Regions from separate parts of the Mus musculus genome. Here all the other regions are linked to region 3. A link is a contact called in public HiChIP or PLAC-seq and Micro-C data. All regions are on one chromosome and are shown on one strand. Each heading gives the region's core, a stretch centred on a gene start, on an enhancer-like site or on the middle of the called end of the contact. The rest is flanking DNA. Distances are from core to core; before and after follow the strand shown. Region 1 overlaps Gm40966 (a long non-coding RNA gene). Region 2 has its middle 23 kb from the start of Gm38494. Region 3 holds the start of Ubqln1 (ubiquilin 1). Region 4 has its middle 4.1 kb from the start of Gm38494.

Evidence for each region. A called contact is a pair of places that touch in the nucleus more often than the background predicts. HiChIP or PLAC-seq counts read pairs in DNA pulled down with a chosen protein or histone mark.
Region 1: an H3K4me3 HiChIP or PLAC-seq map of embryonic stem cells shows a contact between it and region 3, with 18 times the contacts expected there. The contact joins the enhancer-like site here to the promoter of Ubqln1 in region 3. A contact is called at or near these places in 1 of 484 Hi-C or Micro-C datasets (embryonic stem cells) and 9 of 115 datasets of contacts at active chromatin or transcription factors (bone marrow-derived macrophages, embryonic stem cells, extraembryonic endoderm stem cells and 2 more).
Region 2: a contact with region 3 is called in an H3K4me3 HiChIP or PLAC-seq map of fetal liver, with 3 times the contacts expected there. The contact joins the enhancer-like site here to the promoter of Ubqln1 in region 3. A contact is called at or near these places in 3 of 39 promoter capture datasets (the 3T3-L1 cell line and embryonic stem cells), 11 of 115 datasets of contacts at active chromatin or transcription factors (bone marrow-derived macrophages, embryonic brain, embryonic stem cells and 6 more) and 3 of 9 other capture datasets (adipose tissue, embryonic stem cells and liver).
Region 4: a Micro-C map of the G1E-ER4 cell line shows a contact between it and region 3. The contact joins the enhancer-like site here to the promoter of Ubqln1 in region 3. A contact is called at or near these places in 6 of 39 promoter capture datasets (the 3T3-L1 cell line, 3T3-L1-derived adipocytes, the C10 cell line and 2 more), 1 of 484 Hi-C or Micro-C datasets (the G1E-ER4 cell line), 27 of 115 datasets of contacts at active chromatin or transcription factors (the 230-238 cell line, T-cell acute lymphoblastic leukemia, astrocytes and 17 more) and 2 of 9 other capture datasets (adipose tissue and liver).

The regions. Positions count from the first base shown.
Region 1 is chr13:58,470,523-58,473,302 of GRCm38.p6, forward strand. Gm40966 (a long non-coding RNA gene) reads right to left here. Exons shown (of 3, transcript XR_873533.2): 3 at 106-619. Among named protein-coding and RNA genes, the nearest start is that of Gm40966, 5.5 kb to the right of the region's middle. Within about 2 kb of position 1,404, at least 66 of the 459 cell types and tissues checked have an H3K27ac peak or open chromatin away from gene starts, as enhancers often do. A contact at or near this core is called in bone marrow-derived macrophages, embryonic stem cells and stem cell-derived neural progenitor cells, where this site is marked.
Region 2 is chr13:58,522,540-58,525,239 of GRCm38.p6, forward strand. No RefSeq gene overlaps it. Among named protein-coding and RNA genes, the nearest start is that of Gm38494, 23 kb to the right of the region's middle. Within about 2 kb of position 1,387, at least 36 of the 459 cell types and tissues checked have an H3K27ac peak or open chromatin away from gene starts, as enhancers often do. A contact at or near this core is called in fetal liver, where this site is marked.
Region 3 is chr13:58,214,328-58,217,027 of GRCm38.p6, forward strand. Ubqln1 (ubiquilin 1) reads right to left here and starts at 1,326. Exons shown (of 11, transcript NM_026842.4): 1 at 957-1,326. The coding sequence starts at 1,109.
Region 4 is chr13:58,541,010-58,543,709 of GRCm38.p6, forward strand. No RefSeq gene overlaps it. Among named protein-coding and RNA genes, the nearest start is that of Gm38494, 4.1 kb to the right of the region's middle. Within about 2 kb of position 1,327, at least 23 of the 459 cell types and tissues checked have an H3K27ac peak or open chromatin away from gene starts, as enhancers often do. A contact at or near this core is called in the G1E-ER4 cell line and trophoblast stem cells, where this site is marked.

The sequences.
Region 1 (2,780 bases), core at 154-2,653, 260 kb after region 3:
ACATGGTGGCTTACAACCATCTGCAGTGTGATCTGACACTCTCTTCTGGTGTATCTGAAGACAGCTACAGTGTACTCACATACAGGAAATAAACAAATCTTTAAAAACAAGTAGTTTATATCTGTATTGGGAAATACATAGACTTAACACTTGAATAAACACAAAGAGGTGCTCTCTTCCTGCTGCCTGTGGATCCAGATGTAGAACTCTCAGCTGGCTCCTCAGCACCACGACTGTCGGAGTCCTGCCATGCTTTCCGCCATGCCCACAGCGGACTTTATAAACCTCTGAACTGCATTTCCCACCTGGTGGTTTCAGAACGCTGAGGAACTTTGAGGAGGCACCACCTCGGAGGAGAAAGTGGGTCACTAGAGATTGACCCTGAAAGCCACGAAGAAAGTTGTGTGGCCCAGAAAAGGTAGCACTGAAGAAGCTTAGGCTAATTTGAGAAAGCTACACTGACAGCCAGCCGGCCCCCCCCCCCTCCCCCAGCTCCACTTTTGCAGCTTCCGCGTTCCTAATGGTGATGACTGACAGGTCTTCAATGCCAATTTGATTGAATTCTTCAGAGCAGTACCCGGCCGCTGATTGCCAAGCCACTGAAGAAGGGACGCAGCATCTGCAATGCAAGCAAAGCTATTCGATTTAAGTCTGGATTGTTGATCTTCTCTAATGTTCACAATGTGGAGCTAAGACACTTACAGGAAAAAAAAAAAAAAAAAAAAAAAAGGCTAGTCTCTGGAATGTATTGCATTGGTATCCTAAAGGCCAGTGGTGATGCCAGGAGTCTTTCTACAAGCGGGCGAATTTTTTTTTGTTTGTTTGTTTCTTTTTAAGTGGGTTGAATCTTGAATTTTCTCTTAAATAAAATGATAATCTATAACATAAGAAAAAAAAGAAGACAAGATAACTATAGTGATACTCAAAGTCAACTAATAGCTGGAAGGTGTGCTCTGACCTCCACATGAGCACCAGGGGACTTGACATGTCCACACTCACACGCATACACAATTAAAAAAAAAATGAAACCAAACGAACCAAAACTACCAAAAGATATAAAAAGAAAGCGCCACGGGCGTCTGTTTCTGTGTGGGGGAGCACTAGGTTTGAGACTCAGAAAGCCTTGTTTCGTAGACACCTCCCCGGGCTCTTTGAAAATGTGTACATTTACAAGTCTTTACAACCTCAATAGATAACAAAAGAGTCAGACCAAATTCAAAATAAGCAACTCTTCCACTTGTGGGGTAGGTCTGGGGATTTGGAAGGACGTTGTGAATCCTTGGCTGCGAAAGAGCTGCACACCCCAGCCCGCGAACCTTCTTCGGGTTCAGACAACTCCTCTTCAGGCGCTCACAGCCAAGTTCTTGCCTGACCGCAGCCATAGATGCTAACCGCCGGTGTCTGCTCCGCCAAAGGTCCCCTTCCGCCCTGCCCTGTTCTGTGGCTGCCCTCAAGCCTTTTATTTTCCGTTTAGAGGAAGACTGCGGTAGATTTGACTTTTTCTTTTGGAAACAAAAGCGATACAAAGGGCAAGTGTGCGGGGCTTCTTCCTAAACAGTGGGGCACTTGAAGCCGGGGCTGCAGGTGCAGCGGCTGATTCAATCTCAAGATTGCGCTTTCTAAAAGCGCTTTAAAAAATGCTGAAGAGAGAGCGAGAGCCCGGAGTACTTTTGGAAATGAGACATTTGAAAGCCCTTATTTATCTACTCTTTGGGGGGAAAAATCAATTTCTTTAGGGAAAAGCCTCACCACCCCGCTATGTCATGCATACAGAAAATGGCGTTAATTGAAGAGATTTGGGGTAAGACCAGAGGGAAACTGAGTGCATTTCTAAAAGTCCTTTAAAAAAAACTTTTTAAATGTTAGAATTGTGTTATGAAAATATCAGGGAAGATCTTGTATTTTCTTAAAGCTAACATATAAATGTTTTTCAGAATTCAGAAAATTAAACTTGTTTCCATAAATGTAATGTATTTGCTCATATGCACGCGCGCGCGCGCGCGCGCGCACACACACACACACACACACACACACAAAGTTCAAATCTATAAGAATGAAGAGATGAACCTTCTCCAGCCTGGCCAGTCCTGCCTGTGCCCGCTGGCTCACCACTGGCTCACCGCTGGCACACCGCTGGCTCACTTCCAGACCCTATTCAGCATGATCTCCCTCCTTTGCCAGAATCTGAAGGCTACCACAGACAGCAGGTCCTGCAGACATTCTAGCCAAGAGGATCTAAACACCCTACCCTCTGTACTCCTACCTCAAAAATAAGTTCTCAGGGTTATTTACAAACCCAGCCCATGTCGGCTTTCTTTGTCTCCAAAATGTCCTTTTGTTGTTGGTTTATTCAAATCAAGATAGCAAAATTTATAGGCAAATCATTTGCCATCTTTCACTGTCTCTTGAAAGTTTATAACACAAATATGTTTTGTGTATATTTTTATTTATTTACATTTTTTTTCCAATTGGGAAAGAGGCTTTGTTGAGATTTAATTCACACGTAGTACAGAAGGCTAAGAAAGGACCCTTCTCCCGTCCACATTGGTTGGTCTAATGCCTGAACCGTAGGTTGTCCTCTAAGAAGTAAGGGACTTACAGGTGTGACAAGTTAGGATTTTGATGGGGGAGATGATCTGAGTGGGCCTTGAGGCCATCCACACCCTTACAGAGCAGCAGAGGGAGAGGTCCCAGCTCCCAGGTGTGAGGCAGCCATGGATGGACTACCTGGATCATATCATATAGGTCCATTTAATAAATCCCCTTTGACTGTGTATATA
Region 2 (2,700 bases), core at 137-2,636, 310 kb after region 3:
TATCACAGCTGGAGACAGAAGTAGTTTGTCCATGATTGCTGGTAAGCAGAGCTTCTGTTTCTGTGACAATCTTGCTAGCATTGGGGACTGCTTTTGAGTTTCGGAAGTCCTAGAGGAAACCGCTATTGTCTCCGAGTGTACAACTCCCAAGAGGGTCTGTCCATCTCCGTCTCTGTGACTCATAAAACATCCCCAACTAGACTCAAAACTGCAAAGGACTTTTCTCTGGTCCGCGGCTGTGTGACTGTCTGCATACTACACCCCCGAGGGCAGCCACAGACTGAGGTATTTATGACTGACCTGCTGCCGTGGGTCCCTCAGGCAGTTTCTAAGCTTGTGTGGTACCCAGAGGTGGGCAGCACACTTAGGAGCTGCCGCACTGACCCTGGCCTCCAAGTGACTGTGACATGGAAAAAATACTAGTGCAAAGTCAGGTGATCCTGGGAGCCTAAGATGTCAGCTGGGCCTCCTCAGATTGGCCCCCTCCACTTGGAATTGGAGGAAACATCACTGGGGAGGTGCCATCAAGAAGGGCGTGGAGAAGCCCGAGGCTTGCTCAGAAAGCACTGGTGAGCTGTGGACCCAGGCAGGATGCATACAGACAAGCGAGAGAGCTGCAAACCCCGGCAAGGGGCTATTTAGGAGGGAGATGGAGAGATGGTGTCAGCGCCAGGGTGAAGGGCAGAGTTAGAAGGAGTAAGACGAAAGAAGCAGGGAGGATTTTCCTAAGGGGGCGGGCCACATGAGCAGTTCCTTAACACCCTGGGCAGGAAAGCTCTGTCGGAGAAGGGAGCCCTCTACCAGAAACCTGAGACCTGCACACGTGCTGCCAACTGATTCGCAATGAAAAGGGGTGGGCTGTGGCAGGGGCCAGGACACCCGGCACGTGCTTTTGATGGACATCTTGGTAAATTCGCCTCTTATCAGCTCTACCCTGCTTCCCAACGTTAAAGTCAGGTGAGAGTCGAGAGTGCACGAGAGGGTGAGGGGTGAGGAGCTCAGCCTCAGAGGGGTTGGGAGCTCTTTGCAGAGGAGAAAGAAGATCAGAGGGCCTGAGTGGGGAGGATCGGGGTTTGTGTCTATGCTGGGCGGCAGTAGACATAAGAGAGATTTAGCCCAGATCTAACCTCAGTCACCACTGCCCTATGGAGTGGGAACCCTGATGAACGTGAGTTTCAGAAAGTTAAAAAAGCTCCATTATTGGGTACGTTTGTGTTGAAATGCACAATATTTCTGATCCTGCACGCACAGTAGTCTTTTCCTGGGAGCTTATGGGCGGTTGTCCTATCTCGGTCTTTCCTTAGTCCTCCCACCCCCACCCCGTGCATGTGTTAATGAGACAAACTTAACAAACAGTGATAAGCTTGCTCTATTCCTCGTTGGCACATTAGTGAAGGGTGAGAAGCACAACACATTCCCAGCCTGAGGGACACAGAGTCTATCCTGTACGACCTAGCGACCTACTGGGAGGGATATGGCTGTTTAACTCCTCAGTGGTACTAAACAGAGAAGAGAGAGATTTAGCAGCCTTTCTTAGTCTCCAGTCACTAATCAAGGTGCTTCCAGTCTGAGACCTGAGTGTTCCATCTCTGCTCTCAGATAGCACAAAACAGAAGACAAAGACTCAGGCACTCGGATGAGGTTGCTCTGTGCTGGTGAGCTAGTCTGGTCTGGTCTGTGCTTTTGTCAACTCGACCTGAGCTAATGCCACCTGGGAAGAGGGGACCATCAACTAATGAACACCTCCATCAGACTGGGCTGTGTGTGTGTGTGTGTGTGTGGAGCTGCCAATAAGCCACATTCCTCCATGGCCTCTGGTTCACTTTCTGGCTGGAGTTTCTCAGTGATGAATTGTGACCTGGACCAATAAGCCGAAATAAACCTCCTCTCAAGGGTCTTCTGCTATCTTTGTTTCACAATTATTTTCCTTATCTAAGTTCTGGGGCAGGAGGTTAGGATCCAGCCATGATGTTGCAAAGAGGAGGGTCCGTCAGGGCCAAGCTCCCTGATGCCCAGCTGACCTTCTGATAGGGAGGCAGGAGAGCAGGATGGTCAGACCTAGGACTCGGAGAAGCATCATAAGTACCTGATGTCCCAACCTTCACATCTCTAGCCCTAGCAGCTCAGTGCTTCCTGCTCTTTTTCCAATTTTAAGATTTTATTTTTAATTATGTGTGTCTGCACGTGTGTACCTGTGTGCAGTGCCCACAGGGGCCAGAAGAGGGTGTACTATCCCCTGAAGCTGGAGTTACAGTTTGTTGTACCCACCACACTTAAGTACTGGAAACTAGCAGTGCATGGTCTTAACCACTGAGCTTTGAGCTTCCCATAAAGAAGTTACTTAGGGGCAATCAGCAACTTACAAGTGCAAATGAGCCTCCCGTTAAAAGACTTGTGATGTTGTAGAACATTTAATAACTCTGTTAGTTAATCTTATGACCTGGCCAGCCCTCAATAATTGAGGCAGCTTCTTATCAATTTATTTAACCAGCTTTAGCATGATTACTAGATGATTACCCCTGTGGTGGTTTGAATATGTGGTCCAGGGAATGGCACTATTAGAAGGTGTGGTAATGTTGAAGTAGGTGTAGCCTTGTTGGAGTAAGTGTGTCATTGTTGGGGAGGGCTTTGAGATCTTATTCTCAAGATCCACCCAATGCGGAAGAGAACCTTCTCCTTCTCGACGCCTCCAGATCAAGA
Region 3 (2,700 bases), core at 76-2,575:
AGGTAAAATTTTTTATAGCAGCGTTAACAAACAATGGTAATGATCCAATCAACAAGAGTTTCTCTCAATGGTGCCACACACCCTCCTGCTTCAGAAAAACCCGACCTCACCTTTGGAACTAGATAAACCTTGAGAGAACTTAAAAGTACATTCCAGTGGTTGATACTTTGCTTCCTCGCATAAGACTGTTTACAATGTTTGATACTGTCAACAATTCAAGTGCCCTAGACTGTGTTGAAACATACATGATTGGTTCTCCCAAGGCTCTTAATTAACTGCAAGGCTTGTTTGCCTGAATAGACTTTAAAGCAATTACTTGATAAGAATTCCCCTTATCACCTACTGTGCTTTCTTGCAGGTTCCTTGCAACCAACTGCTAAGACCCAGCTAGGTGTCTGTCTCGTCTCCCTAAAGATCAAACAATAACCTATCCGATGACTGGCAGCTAAGCGATGACGGAAGTATTGTAACAGAAACAGCAAGTCGCCAATGAATCAAAGTCATTTACTTTTCTCCTTTCAGGCGTGAGCTATCACAATGCGACTGAAAACAAGTTCCACGTCATAATTTTTATATAGGAGGCTCGAAGATGGGAAGGAGTTCAGCATTCAAAACCGAGAACCAACCCTCCACGTGCTTCTCACTCCTAAATCTCCCCAATTAGCAGGCAGGTGAAACAATGACCCCCCACCCAGCCTGGCCAAAGGACGAGCGCCGCCCGCGCCCAGCCGCCCCGCAGCGCCCGGCCCTTTGTGAGAAGTGGGGGCCCGGGGCCCGGAGCTCGGCGGCCGCGGCGCAGCCCAGCCCAGGCCGCGCGGCTCGCCCGGCCCGGCCCCGCACAGCTCACGCAGCGGAACCCAGCGGGGTCCGACCGGAGCTGCCCGGGGCCGCCGCCCGGCCAGGCCGCCCTTCCCGCCCCGTCAGCGACGCGGCGGCTGCCCGGCCGGCGCCCTCACCTGCTGGACCGAGCTGTTCTCGGGCACGGCAAACTCCTCCTTCTCTTTAGGCGTCTTCACCGTGACCTTCATGATCTTGGGCTCTGCGGGGCCGCCGTCGGCCGCACTGTCCTGCGCGCCCGGTGGGCCGCCGCTCTCTGCGCTCTCGGCCATGGCGGTGACTCAGGCGAGCGCGACACTGCGGGCTGCGGCCGGGTCCGCGAGGCGTGACAGGCTGCGGGGCCGCCGAGGGTGCGTGGACGCGGGCTGCGGGTGCAGGCCCCGGGTGGGCGATCGGCTGCCGTGTGGACGCGGGGACTCTCCGCGTCGCCGCCGCTTCCTCCTCCCGCACCTCCCCCACGCTCGTCGCCGGCGCCGCGCAGGGCACTCTGGGTAACGCGCTGGTAGCCGCGCCGACTCCTGGCGGCCGGCCGCGCGAGGCACGCCGGGTAGCGCGTTGGCCAAGGAGCCGACTCATGCATGGCAGCGCTCGATCCTTTTCTAGCCGGCGGACGAAGCGCGGGCTCCTCAAGGTCGATGGAGTGCTGGGCATGGCGGGAGAACTTAACCCACTTCGCGTCTCCCGTTCTTCGTTGAAAGAAATGCAAACGGGGTTTCTGCCAGGCACCGTGATGGTGCGCTAAGATGACGTCACGGCCAGCGAAATTGCTAGAAACGTCTGGCCCATTGCTCACGGTCCCGGTATCCTCCCCACCTGGTCCCCGTGGGCGTCTGCTTATGAAATAGCGGCGAGCTACTTTATTTTAATAAGCGTAGTGTTGGTGCCCGGGTGGAAGGAGTTGCGATTGCCTTGTCTTGTGCTCGGGGCTTGAAAGCTAAACCCATGGAGAAAGGTCTTTAAAGGACCGCGAAACAGACGCCAGTGAGCAACCAATGCATCCACAGGTGCTCACTGTTTCAGTGAGGCCTGAGCTTCCCTCCCTGGAGTCAAACCGGTTTGGTCAGATAGGGCAACCCATATTGTCTGTCTTCCAAGCTGCGTGGGGGCAGAAACAGAATGCCTAGGACTGTCCGCCCAGCGGGTAGGAGTTAGCCTAGATGATGTGTGCCTTTTGTATTCTGTCCAATTAAGTTACTGTACACCTCGGGCTTGAGGTGGCATCAGAGATAATGGCTGAAAAAGTATTTTCGGCATAATGTAGGCACACATAAGTTATTTCACATATGGATCCCACGTCATTTATTCGTAAAGATAACGTGTAATACAGTCCAGCACTTTATATTAACCAGCATTGCACAAATGTGAACTCTTGACAGTGTACCGTGACCCAAATATGCAAAGGCATTCCATAGTTCTGCTCTTGGGCCATCGAACCCTGTTCTATGATTAACTGTGGTTGCATAAACACTTCTTAGCAGAGCTCTTTGAAATCTGGGTCAGAGTTTCAAAGTATAAAATGGCAATACGGCGTCACTTGATATCACTTACATTTCTGCCAGCATTGTTCAATCACAGGAAGAAGTTATAAGCGTTATGTCTAGGTGTGAGAAAATTGTTACTTGGGGTAGAAAGTTCCCCCCATTAGGCAAGCAAGGATTTTGGAATTTTCATATATATATATCTTTCCAACTTTATTAGTTCCCCTGTTGTATGGTTTCCCTCCATGCTGTATTCTCCCTAAGCACTAACCCAGGCTGCCTTCCATGATGAACCACCCCACACACACACCTTCCCCCTCTAACTTTCTGTTTTCACATCACATTCCCCTGAAAGTCTTCACTCCATTGTCCTTTAGAATCCCAA
Region 4 (2,700 bases), core at 77-2,576, 330 kb after region 3:
GAAATTTACACCTTGGCATAACTGCCAGAGAGTCCTGTGTTCTAGCCAGTGACTGCTGTACATGGATACATGTTTTTGTTTTTGTTTTGTGGTTTTTCAAGACAGGGTTTCTCTGTGTAGCCCTGGTGTCCTGAAACTCACTCTGTAGATCAGGCTGGCCTCAAACTCAGAAATCCACCTGCCTCTGCCTCCCGAGTGCTGGGATTAAAGGCATATGCCACCACTGCCCGGCACATATATACATGTACACACATGCACACACACATGCAGGAGTGCATGTGCCCACATACACACACACACATATGAGTGAACACACATGCATACAAACACACGCAGACATACACACATGAGTGCACACACATGCACACACATGACTCTGCAGGGAGGCACTTCTACTTGTCTCTTGTATGGTTGGTTGGCATCACATCCTCTGGTATTCAATACTGTTTATATTGACAATTTATCATGGTGATATTATGGCGACCTTTGTGTTGCCACTACATCAAGATGTTAAATGTATTAGTTTGCACCTCACAGGGTTTTTGTACGTCTGGTAAAGTCATTGGATTTGATCTGAGAAAAGTGGCTTTTTCTTCGGATAAATTTAGACAAGATCTGGGAAACCAAGGAGAAACCCGTCTGTATATGTAAAGGGTTAAGAGCAAGAGGTGGTGAGGTTTGGTGTCTGTCAATAATGAAAACATTGATTAAAAAAAACATTTCTTCTGGCTGACTCTGTAAAGAGTGAGTCTTTTCTACCAGATGGTGTGGTCTGATGTTTAAACCACATGGCATCGACTCAGTGACTCACTTTTATGCCCAGTACAATAATATGTCCCAGTGACAGACATATTCAGAAAAACGTAACACTAGATAATTCCACTGCTGTGCATCACATAGAGAACTCACACAGACCCCAGAGTGTCCTCTTGTCACAGTCGATCAGACATGGAGGGGCTGGCTACTGCCAACTGGGACACAGCTCCCTTTATTGCTTTTTAAAAACTGATCTGGGGCTGGAGAGATGGCTCAGTGGTTAAGAGCACTGACTACTCTTCCAGAGGTCTTGAGTTCAAATCCCAGCAACCACTTGGTGGCTCACAACCATCTGTAATGAGATCTGATACCTTCTTCTGGTGTGTCTGAAGACAGTTACAGTGAATTTATATATAATAAAATACATCTTTAAGAAAAGAAAATAAAAACTGTATGCGGTAGGAATGCAAACTGCGAAGATCCCCAGAGAAACCTCTCTCTTTGCACAGTGGCTTCCCCGGGGCTGCTCATTTAGAGGCCATGGGCTTGCTCCGTCGGGTAAGAGCTGTCTTACTTTATAGTCACGTGTTGGAGAGGAGCCCTCAGGGTGTCCAGAGTCTCTCATTACCCAGGTGAGGGCTGTGATCTGAGGCCCTTTTCTGCAGGGCTTAAAGCTGGATCACTTGGGGGCTTTTTTCTATGGTTTGAGTGTTTCTTCTGCTGAAGCCACAGCGCTCCTTGGACAGGGTGTCTGTCACACAGCCTCTCACAGAGGCAACAAACTGTCACGTAGCACAAGCTGCCACTGACATTTTTCCTTCCCCAACCCTGGTTTTCTGGCCTTTAGGGTAAAGAATTGTGACATGTTAAATAGACCACTGAAGTTCCCAAGAGACAAAAAAAAAAAAACAAAAAAAACTGAGCATCCATTCTGAACTAATTTGCTGAGTCATTTTAGGCACATTTATCTGCTCCGCTGTAACAGTTTCTTCTTTGGGGTGGGGGCTGCGGGGGTGGGGCTGGGGCGGGGACGACAACGACAGATAAGGCTACTATCTAACTATAGAGTAACTCACGGCTCTATAAGACTGTAGAAAGCTAAGAAGTTGTTTAAATTCCCTCATGTTTAAGTATTTGCCGTTGCGGAGAAAGAAATGGGGAAGGCAGCTCTGGGGCGAGGAGACTGGTAGGAACCAGAACGCATTTGGAGATATTTCCCCTCTTTATGAGGAAACATACATAATAAGAGAGTTCTGGGGATCTCAGAGAGTGGCTTGAAGCTTTCAGAGTTTCAGGATCCCTTCCTACACTGGAAAACTGGATTCATGCGGTTAGTCACTGGTGTTGGAATGAGACCATAGTCGAATGTGAAGGTTGGTAGTTGGGTTCCACTGTCTCGCATCTGAGCCAGGCAATTAGACAAAAGAATGGTGTTTACAGGATTTGGGGCATCAACTTGATTTGGGGCCCGATATTGGTTGGGGTGTTATTAATTTGTTATTTTGGGGGTCAGATGTCAGTCAGGCCTAAGACCAGGATAAAGGCGGTGCTCCCTGTGAAGTTATATGGCATGGCCCTCCCTGGGGTCAGTCTGCCCTCTTGTGGCCAGCTGTGGGCCTTGCCGCTGAGCACCATCTGTGCAGGCTCCTTGTTTCCGGTGGCCCTGGAGCTGGATGTGCCTGCTTTTTCCTTTCTACAGCTTAAACCTGACCTTTGTGAACGTCACCAAAGGTCTGTCAGCCATGAATCATGTTTTACCATGGTTCTCGGCGTCTGCCTGTGCCAGATCATTAGGCTTGGAAGCATTAAGTAACTTGCAATGAGGCTACTTAGTGGAACTGGGGTGCGAACCCTGGCCAGCGGACTCCTAGTGACCTTTCTACCCTTAGTACATGAAATGAAGAAGGAACACTTCCACCAAGCTCACAGGGCGCACCATCAGAC